Regions from separate parts of the Hordeum vulgare genome. Here region 2 is linked to region 1. The links are chromatin contacts, called in public Hi-C maps. All regions are on one chromosome and are shown on one strand. The core of a region is the stretch at or near the end of the contact, and the rest is flanking DNA. Distances in the headings are between cores, read along the strand shown. Region 1 holds the start of LOC123402345 (E3 ubiquitin-protein ligase At1g63170-like). Region 2 holds the start of LOC123403362 (cytochrome P450 87A3-like).

Evidence for each region. A called contact is a pair of places that touch in the nucleus more often than the background predicts.
Region 2: a contact with region 1 is called in a Hi-C map of leaf, with 3 times the contacts expected there. The contact joins the promoter of LOC123403362 here to the promoter of LOC123402345 in region 1. A contact is called at or near these places in 4 of 6 Hi-C or Micro-C datasets (leaf and seedling).

Annotation. Positions count from the first base shown.
Region 1 is chr6H:435,038,401-435,044,530 of MorexV3_pseudomolecules_assembly, forward strand. LOC123402345 (E3 ubiquitin-protein ligase At1g63170-like) reads right to left here and starts at 2,858. Exons shown (of 5, transcript XM_045096253.1): 1 at 2,174-2,858; 2 at 750-869; 3 at 519-651. The coding sequence starts at 2,700.
Region 2 is chr6H:435,728,319-435,734,448 of MorexV3_pseudomolecules_assembly, forward strand. LOC123403362 (cytochrome P450 87A3-like) reads right to left here and starts at 2,717. Exons shown (of 9, transcript XM_045097301.1): 1 at 2,373-2,717; 2 at 1,895-2,219; 3 at 1,642-1,791; 4 at 1,216-1,467; 5 at 992-1,081; 6 at 540-618; 7 at 319-425. The coding sequence starts at 2,569.

The sequences.
Region 1 (6,130 bases), core at 1,608-4,107:
AGGTGGCACACCTGCACTTCCACTTGTCATTGGGATTAATCAACAGGATATGGAAGTGGGCAACAGTTGGACAACAATAACAAAAACTATTCATGAGACATATACAAACACAACAGAAACCACTTTAATATTTCAGTTTCCCGATCCACAAGACATCTCTGGTTTCAACAATCTGCCAACATCTATAACTTGTAAAGTGGCTGAGTAAGACTTGGTCAGCTAAATCAGACCATAAATTTAGCTTACACTATTTAGTCTGATTACACGGCACTGTTGAAATGCTAGACCATATGTTCCTTGTATATGGCCAATAACAATTAACAATAATGTCTAACCAGTAGACTTTTAGAACAAATTGTGCATTGGCTGGTTACTGGTATAGTTATGACTAGTTTTAGTGTTTTGAGAACCAACAGCATAAGAATACACGAGAACAAATAGTGAAACTAGCGTACATTTGCACCAGATAAACTATAACTTAACGGGCATTTATATAACACACATTTGAGAAGCCATACCTGATCTGATACTGCATATAAAATTGCTATGATACAAGGGAGGCAGCAACAAACAGCAATACCAATGATGCAAGCCAGAGCAACACAAAAGACGACAAAGAAAACATCAAACGCCAGAAAGACGATGCAAAGCCTGCAGGAAGTTGAAAGGAAATATGTTCATAATGTCAAACAGATAAAATGAAAATCCATACAAAAAGGTCCAAGCATATCTTATCAAACTATATGTACCAGTAGAGCTGGGGTGCATCATGGGTAAGAACTTGTCCACCAGCAGATACCCAGTAAAATCCAATTATCCACCATATAAAGGAGAACATTGTATTAGCAGATTCCAGATGTTTTGCTACACTGCAGTAGTACATATAACTCCAATCAGGAAATAACACATGGTGGGAAATTAACATATTGTAAAGAATACACAAAACTCTAATGTAAGGGCAGCAAAACAAGAACAAAAGTGTGAAATGAATTCAACACTAAACTACAGTTACTTAATTGAAATGTAAAAAGTGAACACTGGTAAAATATGATTGCAAGGAAACTGGCATACGAGCATTCGAGGTAAAAGCACAAATGCATATTGTCAATGAAAATAGAATGGCCTAACCACCAGGCTGGTGCTTATATAACCAGAGATGCAGAATAGAACAATTACAGGCATATTTCTCAAAGTAGTCGTATACAGCCTTACATCATACTCCCTCCGTCCCAAAATAACTGTCTCAACTTTACATTAGCTCTAGTACAAAGTTGTACTAAGCTTAAGACACTTATTTTGGGACGGAGGGAGTAGTATAAATCAATGTATTAGTTGTCGTCCAAGACACATATATGGGTAAAATTGTTCAAGATTTAGGATAGTATGGGGAACTTATAATAACACCAGTAACCGATATTCACAAGAAAATGCATGCGTTTAAATTTTCTGTTTCGTAATAGTCTCATACCTGGATAGACCAGCATAGCTCAGCATGCATTAGCAAAAGCAAGGTGGATGAAGATCAAGATAAAGATGATTGAAAAAAATGAAGGGAACACAAGAAACAACCGGAGTTGTCTAATTGAATTAGCTTCACAGCTAAAGTAACTTTTTTTGTGGGTAAAGTAACTTAATTTCAATAGTAAGCTCCTTGCTATGCCCATTCTAATATTCATTCTAGATATTTTGGAAGGTACTCAGCCTGCCGCTACTGAGATATCACTTCAATTGATCAGTTTGTCAGGAAATAACAGAGTAACACCGAATAGATATCCAACACTTTTATTGGGTTTACATGCCACTGAACTATAATTGATATTAGAGACCCATTTCGTATAACTAACAATCTTATGACGTAATTAAAAGTCAAACAGTTGGTTCTACCTCACTAATATTCCGATATGGTATGGTACTCCCTATTCTGTTCCGCTCAGAACGAAATTACACCCACATAAGGAACAAGTCAAGCAAGGAACATTAGGATACAGCTAGTCATGAACTCCACTATAAGTCAAATTCCATCTCAATCCCCTTCAATCCTCTCCAATCCCCTCCAATCCCCTCCTGGCTGGGATTAACCGAACAAGCCCTAAAAATATATAGGGGGGCAGACCCGGCAGAGGAACGTAACTGTGCTTAAGTTAAAGGATAGCAATGGTATTCGTAAAATTACCTGGCGAAGTAGCCAATGCGTCCATGGGGACCGCTCTCTCCGGCGTCGTCTATGGACGAGGATGATCCATCAGTGCCCCTCTCCTCGTCGGCGGCCATGGAGGACCCACCACGCTGGCCGTGACGCACACGATACTCGATGGCAACACAGACCATGTGCACGACGCACTGAACGGCATACCCGGCTATCCAAATACGGAGCGGCACAGACGGGCTCTCGTCGCCGCTGAGCACCAGCACGACGGCGGTGGTGAGGATGAAGGCGAGGTTCCAGAGGAGGTCGAGTGCCACGACAGGGCGGGAGTACGCCCAGTCGGCCTGGCGCTCCTCTAGTTGCTCCGCCGCAGTCTCCCGCACAAGCAGGGAGGGCTCCCGCATCGCCCGCCGACCGCCCTGCCGCAGCAGCCGCGCCGTCCCACGGAGCGACGGTCGGCGCAGCGCGCCACGACGCCGCCCACCGCCGCCGAGCAGCGGCGCTGAGTCGAGGAGCGCGTCGCTGCGAGGACTCGAGGATCGTGGAGTCGCCATCGGAGGAACCCTAGCGAAATGGGGAGGAGGTGTGTACGTCTTTGTTACCTTCTTCCCTGCGGAATTGGGAGAAGACTCGGGTTTTCCTTCGAGAGGGACTACGGCGCGTAATTCCTTTCTTTCTTTCTTGAGCACCAATCAGGCCATCTACAAGGCCGACCCCAAAATTCCCTCCCACATCTCTCCACGCCAAGAAAATCGAATATTTGCCACTTCTAATATAAAGCTTTGCAAAATTATCATTCTTAATATTGGTTTTGTAAAAATGCCACGTAGCTCGTGTGCATTTTGATTAACATGTCATTTTCCTTTTTTCCATTACTTTCTTTTTTTTCTATTTTCTAGCACCTGAAAGGACCAAATATCCTTGATGATATCTACTCTTATTACACGACATCAAATCAGAGCGCTTGAAGCGATGAGTGTGTACTACCCTGTGAGGATATCGTGCTTGCCACATCCCTGGTCGTCTGAATGTCTTGCTTCAATCACAGGACACAACCCATTTCATATATTTGAATAAGCTACAATTCGTAGTCTTTCATGGTTATTCAGTACCCTAATCGGTGGCGTACATGTTTATTCTTTGTTGGTATTGTTGCTCAGCTAAAGTCATTGAAACTAGCATGCTATTTTTTATGAAAATGCCAAATTGCGATTCAAAATCAAGACAAGGATTAGAGAAGAAAATCACTTACAGGTTGCTTGCATTCTTCATCTTCACAACTTGTGCACGCACGAGTCTCCTCGTCCGGCTGTTGTTGCTAACGCATGAAGGGGAGGGTGAGTTGCGCTCGCACGCGTAGGGGTGGACGAGCACCAGCTTCGAGCTGCGGTGCCTCGCACAGGCATCCGTGAGGCTGCGCTGGCCCGTGCAGACGTGGACAAGCACATACGGCGAGCTGCATGCATCAACACAGCAAGGGTGAGCATCGGCATCGACCTGTGGTTGCTCACACAAGCATGGTCAAGCTAGGGCGACGAGCCGCAGTGGTGCACATAGGCATGGGCTAGCAACGGCGGCGACCTGCGGTAGCTCACCCGGGCTTGGTCCAGCTAAGATGGGGAGTTACGCTGGCTGGACAAGAATCAACGAAGTACAACGGCAAGCAACCTGGCGACAAGGACAAGCTTGACCACAAACACGTCGAATAAGATTGAAAGATTCAAGGGTGTATTTGTCCTTTCAGGCAGTGGCGTACCTAGGGGCGTGCCGGTTGTGCTATGGCACACCCAGAATTTTAGAAAACATTATTTACTAAATAAAAATTAGTTGATTATCAGGGGTTATCCAAACAAATTGGAATAGACCTCATATTTTAAGGTGTGCACACCCAAAATTCATTTCTAGGCTGCTTTCACATGCTAGAAAATGGAAAAGAAAAAAACAAATGAAAAATGAAAAATGGCATGTTAATCAAAATGCACACGAGCCGAGTGGCATTTTTACGAAGCCAATCACTACAAAAAATATGTCAACTAGTGACCTTCTCGTAGTGACCCTGGTTGAAATGGTCGTAAATCTACGACCATTTGAGACTAATTGGTCGTAAGTTGTTTGGGAGGCTCCAACCCCAGACCATAACGACCAATTTGATCGAAAAAGGTCGTAATTTCCTTACGAGAAATTGTCGTAAAGTAGATAGCCCTGATCCGCTGCCTAATTTCTAGCTAATTACAACCAATATAGATGGTCATAGTTATGACTAGGCGCCACATCATCAGTTTTACCCATGTGCCATGTCTATGTGTCAATTTTTGCCCTGGTTTGTGAAGCAACCTACCATTCTGTCATTTCAAAAATTCTCATAAATTCTTGGGATCATATATTCCTCAAATATGTCAAAACCCTTCCTTCCTTAGTTCAAAAAATCAGGAATATTCATTTTCCTGATTTTTTTTCAACTAGGGAAGGAAGTGTTATTTATATTTTCTTGATTGCTCTCAGAATTTTTGGGAACTCTTGCTATCCAAATCATTGCCTCATGAAAAAATTGATCTCCATTTGCCTAGTAAATCTTTCTCAGCAAATTTTCAAATTTTGTGTTCAGCTAGAAGCTTTGTGAAGGAAGTACTAGCTAGGAAGTAAATCTTGCCTATCCATGTCTTCAGGAAATAAATCTTTCCTAATGAGTTGAATTTTTGTCACATCTTCTATATGCCCAGATCATAACTCTCCACAAAATTTGAGCCACATATAACAATCGATGTGATCTCATCATCCTATATTTGTTTGTGGTAATATTTTCAGTTTGTGAAGCAACCACATTTTATATTACTTTATATTACTTTATATTTACTAGGACATGAAGCTGACCATAGAACCTCCCTCCACCAAATTTTAGCTCATTCAATTTAGCCAATTTTCCTCAATATTTTTCGCAATGTTCAGTTCACTAGAGAGCATTGTGAAGGAAGTACAATTTTTATTTATCAAAAATTTATGAAACTTTTACAATGCCTTTATGTGCCCAAATTATCATCCTCGTCCAAATTTCAGATCAATCCAATCATCTATGTGAGCCCAGTTTCAGCTACCATTTTCTGTCCAGATTGACACATTGTGAAGAAAGTGTCACTTTGGCATGTCAAAATGGTATAAATTTTTTACGGTGCCTTCATATGCCGAAATGAACACCATCCACCAAAATTCAGTTCATTCCATTCATTCGTTTGATCCCAACTTCAACATCCATATTTCTGCATAGTGTGGTACTTTGCAAAGCAAGTTCCACCTAGGATCATCCATTTGTGACAAAAAATTGCCAAGAGAGTCTCCTTAGTAGATGATCATCCTCAGCCAAAATTTACGCCCATTGTCCATGTGCATTTCCCCACCGCTAATCAAATACTTGGCTGTTAATTCATGTTTATGTTAGTTCATTCTACTCGTGAGATTCTTCTATTGTATTCTTCTTCCTAACACTTACCAAGGGAGTGTACAGCCCACGAAACATGCCTAGTCCACCCAAAATGTGTGGCAACGCCACGGCCAAGCGGTGACCACGAGACTGGCATGCCAGTTTACGCGCTGTGGAGTTTGGGCCCTCGCCCACCATCTAAAACTCAATGTCTCGCCACCACACCATGTATTTATTATTAAATAGATACTTATTTACCTATAAATGATTTTTGGGAAAAATAAAGAGCAAACTATAATGCAGTTGCAGTTCAAATTTAATCCGCTTCCAACTCAATCGGCATAAATTATCTTTTTTTACGAGAGATGGATAAAAGATTTAACACCCAACCATTTGGTCAATTGTATATTAAATATGTCGTACTATTTTATAAAAATTATTTGGTCCAATTTTGCAACAAGTATATGGTAGGTCCTTCACACAAAAAACTCATTTTGGGCACTCGAAAAATGAAAAATGATTTTTTTCATCCAAACAAAATGAAAACTTCCTTAGACAACATTGCTTGT
Region 2 (6,130 bases), core at 1,467-3,966, 690 kb after region 1:
TTGGAACCAAACAGGGCCTTAATAGAAAAAATGATACTGGGAACTGGGAACTGGGAACATTGGAAGTTTAAGCAAACTTATTTTGATTAGTGGTCAAACTTAGGGTAGTCACTTGCATGGACCATGCCGGCAACTGGGAACATTGGAAGTTTAAGCAAACAAAACCCTGAAGCTACCACCCACGGTGACACTCCGTCGATGATGGGCCATGCCGGCAACTAGATTCAGCTTGCGCACCGCAACCCTAACGTTCAGTTCGCTTCCAAAATGAAATGAGCTGGTTTCAGTTTGCATAAATACAGATGAACGAGCACAAACCTGCCACCTCCATGGATTAAAAGCCAATGGGTCCTCATAGATTTCGGGATTTAAATGCACTGCTGGAGGGCACACCATGACTGCCCACCCTGCTGGAATAGTGTAGCCTGCATCCAAAGGAGGAGAATGCAAAAAAACATTAGATTTCTTAAACTCACGCCATGAACCAAGAAGTGTCTTTATTCAAACATGGCATGGCATCCACCACTCACTCAATGTACCTTTGAATTCAATGTCTTGCAAGGCCTTCCGAAAAATCCCGGGCACGATGTTGGCTATCCTTGCTATCTCCAACGTGACCTTCATGACCAAAGGATGCACAGAGGTGGGAGTGTCAGTTTCATCAGTCCTTCAGAGGCTCTAAGTCAAGTGTCGATAATTTCTTCCTCGATCTCGTTTCTTTTACTTTTGTTATCAAGATGATAACTAGTACTAACATATATATATCTTCTCTCTCGTGGACTATGCATTTGGTCACTCAGGTAGGGAGCACAAAGCATGCCACTTGCATAATCGCATCTGGTCTGTCAAGGTTCCTCAAAACCTTGCCACTATCACAGTGCAGCCCTAACAGCCATTCGTTAGCCATTGTTACGTCGAGTAAATCATTTCTTAATTAATCGTGCAATTTGCATCATAGCTTAGCTAGGTACGTAGTCCCGGTTAGGCTCACCTGAGAGGTGAAGGTCATGGACTTGTACTCTGCCCACGTGAGGCCGGCATCCGGGTCCTTCCTGTCCCTAACGATCGCCTCGTGCTCCTCCTGACCACACAAAGATCGTCAATTGTTATTTTGCACACAAGCAGCTTAAGCCTGGTTGCCTTGCCGCTGCACACAAACATCGATTCGAGATCGATAGACGTAAAGTCACATGCAGTTTATACATGACCACTAACCGTTAGCGCGTCGAGCACCCTCGGGTTCTCGGTAATGAGCCTGATGCCTAGCGTGAGGGCCAAGGCAGTCGTCTCGAAGCTCGCGAAGAGGAGCACGAACATGAGGTCCAGCGCCACCGTCTCGGTAAGCACGGGCTTCTCCCTCCTCAGCTCCTCGATCATCACGTCGAGGAAGTCCTGGCGCTGCCTCCCCTGGTCCGCCATCCTCTCCCTCATCATCCTCTTGAGCACCTTCATGGCGTTCCTTCTCCCCTGCACAGACATGCAATTGCAGCTCCGTCAAGCGTTCCGGGCAGATCAGAGAAGCTTAACGGAGTGGGTTCCGCGAGAGCAGCCATTTGACTGGTCGTATGTTGACTTGACAGGCATGTGCAGTTTTGTGCACTACGTACGCTTGTCAAGAAGCCTTTGTGGCTTTGTGCGTACCTTCATGCACTCATGATACGCTGTGCCGGGGATGTTCACCGGGAACGAGATAAGCCCCCTGATGAAGGCCACGAAGTTCTTCCTCAGGCTCTTGGACGACTTGGTTGGCTCGTAACCGATCAGCTTCTTCGCGGTAATGTCAAAGATCATCTAGGACAAGGAACAAACAGGAGATGCACATCAGCAATGATCTCTCTAACCTGATGATGTTAAACGTAGTACCAGGTAGTTCATGTACTGAACATGGCCTTACTGTGGAGAGACCGTCCTTGAGCTCGACGCTCGGCTGGCCAGCCCAGGAGGCAAGGGTGGCGCGGCAGGCAGTGTCGGTGTCGGCGAGGAGCACAGCCCGGAGGTTCTCCTGGCCGTACAGGCGGAGCACGAGGGTCTTGAGGTACTTGTACATGAACCCGTGCAGGGAGCCGACGTTGTCACGGCCAAAAATCTCGGTGAACGTGGCCGGGTACCAGCTCTCGAACAGCTTTCCTTCCTGCTGGAAGATGTAGTGGTTAAGGTCCGGGTCTGCCGACACCACCACCGCCCGGCCGACGACGCTGGTCTTGAAGATGGTACCGTACCTATGCACACGCATTCAATCAATGTCAGAGAGCAAGCTCAGTCTCATGCGTACTTACTCCAATAGTCCAATGTGATCATGAACTGATTGGGTTTGGATGCTGGCACCGTGGTGCATAACGGTGGTACTACATGTGGTTAGCTAGCTACCCTACCTGTTCACCCTATCCTTGACAAAGGGGGAGACGTCGCAGGTAGGATTAGGGGCGAAGAACTGCATGGTCTCGCCGAGGAGAGGGAGCCCGAGGGAGCCCGGAGGCAGCCGGCCGTTCGCCTTGGGGTGGCTCCATCTGTACGCCCACAGGATAGAAGCTACCGCCATGGCCAAGGCAAAAACCCATAGTGTTTCCATGGAGGACCCCAAGCTGCAACTAAAGACTAGTACTGCTGTATCGGCCGACCCTATATATTAGATTAGGTCAAGAGCAATGGCGGTGCTCGAGAGAGAGAGAGAGAGAGAGGAGAAGCTAGCGCAAGATATGGCTAGCTGCAACAAGTACGGGGAGCTATGTTGGGAGATTTGCCTCGCCTTATATAGTGGTTTCGTCGGAAATGCCGCGGGAGGCCGCCAGGCAGGAACTTAAACAATTGGGAGGAGGAGAATTATTGCTGCAGAGAGTGTTTATCTTTTTGACGGGGAAGAAATTCTTGCAAGCTTGCGCAGGATCTGCTCTCGTGTGCTGTGGTGTTATGTTCCGACGACTGTGCTACCCGCCACAGGGGTCAAGCTGTTGTGTTCTGAACTTTTTAGAGTGGTTACATCTTTAAGGCTGGCCATGTCCGAGTCCGAGTGCGTGCATGATTCAGGATAAAAGCATGTACAGCTAGCAATGTATTTGCCGGCTGTTCTCCGGACCACGAGTTGTTCTTTTGGCATCTGTTAGGTGATTATTAGGCGAGACGCCAAGCTATGCGCTTGGGTTTCGAATGGTCCGTGTGTGGCTGTGTGTCCTTCCATTTTGCCTTTCTGTTGGACAGTACTACGTACATATAGGTTCAAAATACAGATGTCAATTAGTTCGACAGAATCAAACGGTTCGGTAGGAATGCAAATGTCTGTTTGTATTTGGAAGAAACAATAGTTATGAACTGTCAAGACTAGGCTGCCCCATGTAAACTCTGTGGATAAGAAACTACGAAAACCTGGCGGGGCATGGTAGAACAGTAGAAGAAAATGGTAGAATATCCACCGGCACACAAAAGATTGTCAAATGCCCATCGACAGCGAGTCAACACTTGTTTTTATTATCGGCCGCTTTTGGCCTGTTGCTGTGAGCATCAGAGCATGCATCGATCTAGTAAGACGTCGCAATCACAAGTGGTACGTACGTACCGGCAAAGTGCAGAGAGGTACATGTTCTTTCGTTCCGGACTATCTTATGCATATAAATCTGCTTGTGCTGGCCCTGAATTCAGCACACAGTAGCTAGGATGCCATACGCACAGCAGATCGACATGAATCTTCCATGAACGTCATACGACCTGTCGTTGGGACGACCGATCCATCCATCCATCGATCGATCACGCGTGAACTTGCATTGTCACGTCAGGTTTAAGTGTGCGTGCCCGTGACAAGTGGTTCCACGCACGCACGGCCACGTAACGTACATGCATGCCGCCATTTTTTGTCAGCATGTTTGTCGGTCGACACGGTCGTATCGAGCTGGCAGGGTCGCCTTCCTCCAGATGTTCATGCATGCACCTTGCTTTCCTTACGTGCGTACGTGCATGCATACATACACGTGTGCTCGTTCGTGCAGGGGTATTGCACCGTCCTATCAGTTCTCCCCATTGATTATACGATTAATGAATTGATCAGCTCCGCACACGACCGGACTCGGCATGTATGAAACCGTGACACGGCCGGCACCGGCACCACTGACGCTGACCGAAGATCGATCCTTGAGAGGTGTAGTCGAGCAGCTAACTGAGGGAGATTGGTACATATCTACTCCAGTAGTATCTCTGTGAAAGGTAGCACTAGCTAGCTAGTAAAATGAAGCCTCGCTCCTGCTCCCGTAGCGGAGTACATGTCTGCATAGCTCCGTCGACGCCGTTCTTAAATGCATCTTTGTTCGCGTGGCTGGTTGGTTAACTCGAGCCGCCGGAGAAGCGTAGACCACGAGTTATATTCGTGTAGATCGCCATGAGGCGATCGGTCGGTCGGGAGAGAAGGATGGTCTCCAGTCATTGCTTCCCAACGACCATACTCAATCCGGGGACGACAACAGATCAATCCAAGAGCCAAGAGATCTGGACATCTAGCTAGAGAATTTGTCAACTATAGGTAGATCGATGCTAAGCGCATGCAATTGTTAGATTACATCCACACCTGCAATATATAGCAATAATCTTGCTGGACGCTAGCTTGAAGCAATAATCTTATTATCATTCCGCACCTTATTCTTGTTCCATATGGATGCCTTTCCTCTGACCAGTTACCCATGGATTAGTTCAAGATCTCACAAAGATCTTCATTTGGTAGATATGAGGTCACGAGGGCAAGGTGGGCGTGTATAACTTACACACGGGAATCATCCGGGGCTATACCCAAATCTTGGAGATATTCGATGTACCGAAACTCCAACCTCTAGCCTTGCTCCGGGAATGGGATGCATCAGCAAAAGTACTAAAGGGAAACTAAAATAAGGAGGACGCCGCTTGATGCCTAGCACGTTCGAGCGGCCGGCCGTTTTAGGACATTTCTAAAGTGGAACCTAAAACCACCTCTCCTACGATGCTCACCGTGCTCGACAAGTGTTCGGTGAATTGCCCGAGCTAAAATTTTATGCCCCATTCTTCTCTGAAGCAGTGGCTTCAGATATGGTACATATACAAGCAATATGTTGAGTTGTTCCACGACTCTTCCAACGAGGACTACACATATGAGACAGTGATGTTGTAGGCGGTGCTCGCAGACGCGGAGCGTGCGGAGGGGCATGATCTCAATTTTAAGGGATCGATCATGGGTGATTGAGTGTTCAATCGCAACCGGCCGTGTGGCCATTTGATGTTTGATGGACGACTACTTTGCCTCGGATGCTTCCGGATGCGAAAAAATGTATTCGATCATATCTACCAAGGGGTCCGGTGTTGAGGAACGTTGCATGGGAAACAAATTTTTTCATACGCACACATAAGATCTATCCATGATGATGACCATCTACGAGAGGAGAGATCGGATCCACATACCCTTGTAGATCGCTAAGAGGGAAGCGTTAAGAAACGCGATTGATGTAGTTGAACGTCTTCGCGATCCGTCCCACGAACTCCGCCCCGATCTAGCGCCGAACAGACGACACCTCTGCGTTCAACACACGTACAGCTCGGTGACGATCTCTGCCTTCTTGATCCAGCAAGAGGGACGAAGAGGTAGCTGAATTCTCCGGTAGCACAATGGTGTCAAGGCGATGATGGTGGAGCTACTCCGGAGGGCTTCGTCGTGCCGTACCGAAATAACCTATGGGGTGTCACGAAATAGTGGAGGGAGAGAGGGCTGCGTCGTGGCTTGAGGTGCAAAAAGCCTCTCTACCCTCCACTATATATAGGAGGGGAGGGAGGGGTGGCGCCCTAGGGACTTACCCTAGGGTCCGGCCGCCGCAAGGAGGAGGGAAGATTCCTCCGCCAATTCAGATTGGAGGAGGAGGACTCCTCTCCTAGTTGGTTTGGCCCACCTCTCTCTCTTTCTCCACTTCGGCCGAATAGGCCCACTTGGGCTGGCCACCCAGCCCACCAAGGGATGGTGCGCCACCCTTGGGCCTATTTGGCCCCCCTTCGGGTGAGTGGCCCCTCCCAGTGGAACCCCGGAACCCATTCGTCATTCCTCATACTTTACCGATAATGCCCAAAATCCTTCCGAAAGCCAAATGGATACTTCCTATATATCAACCTTCGTCTCCGGACCATTCCGGAA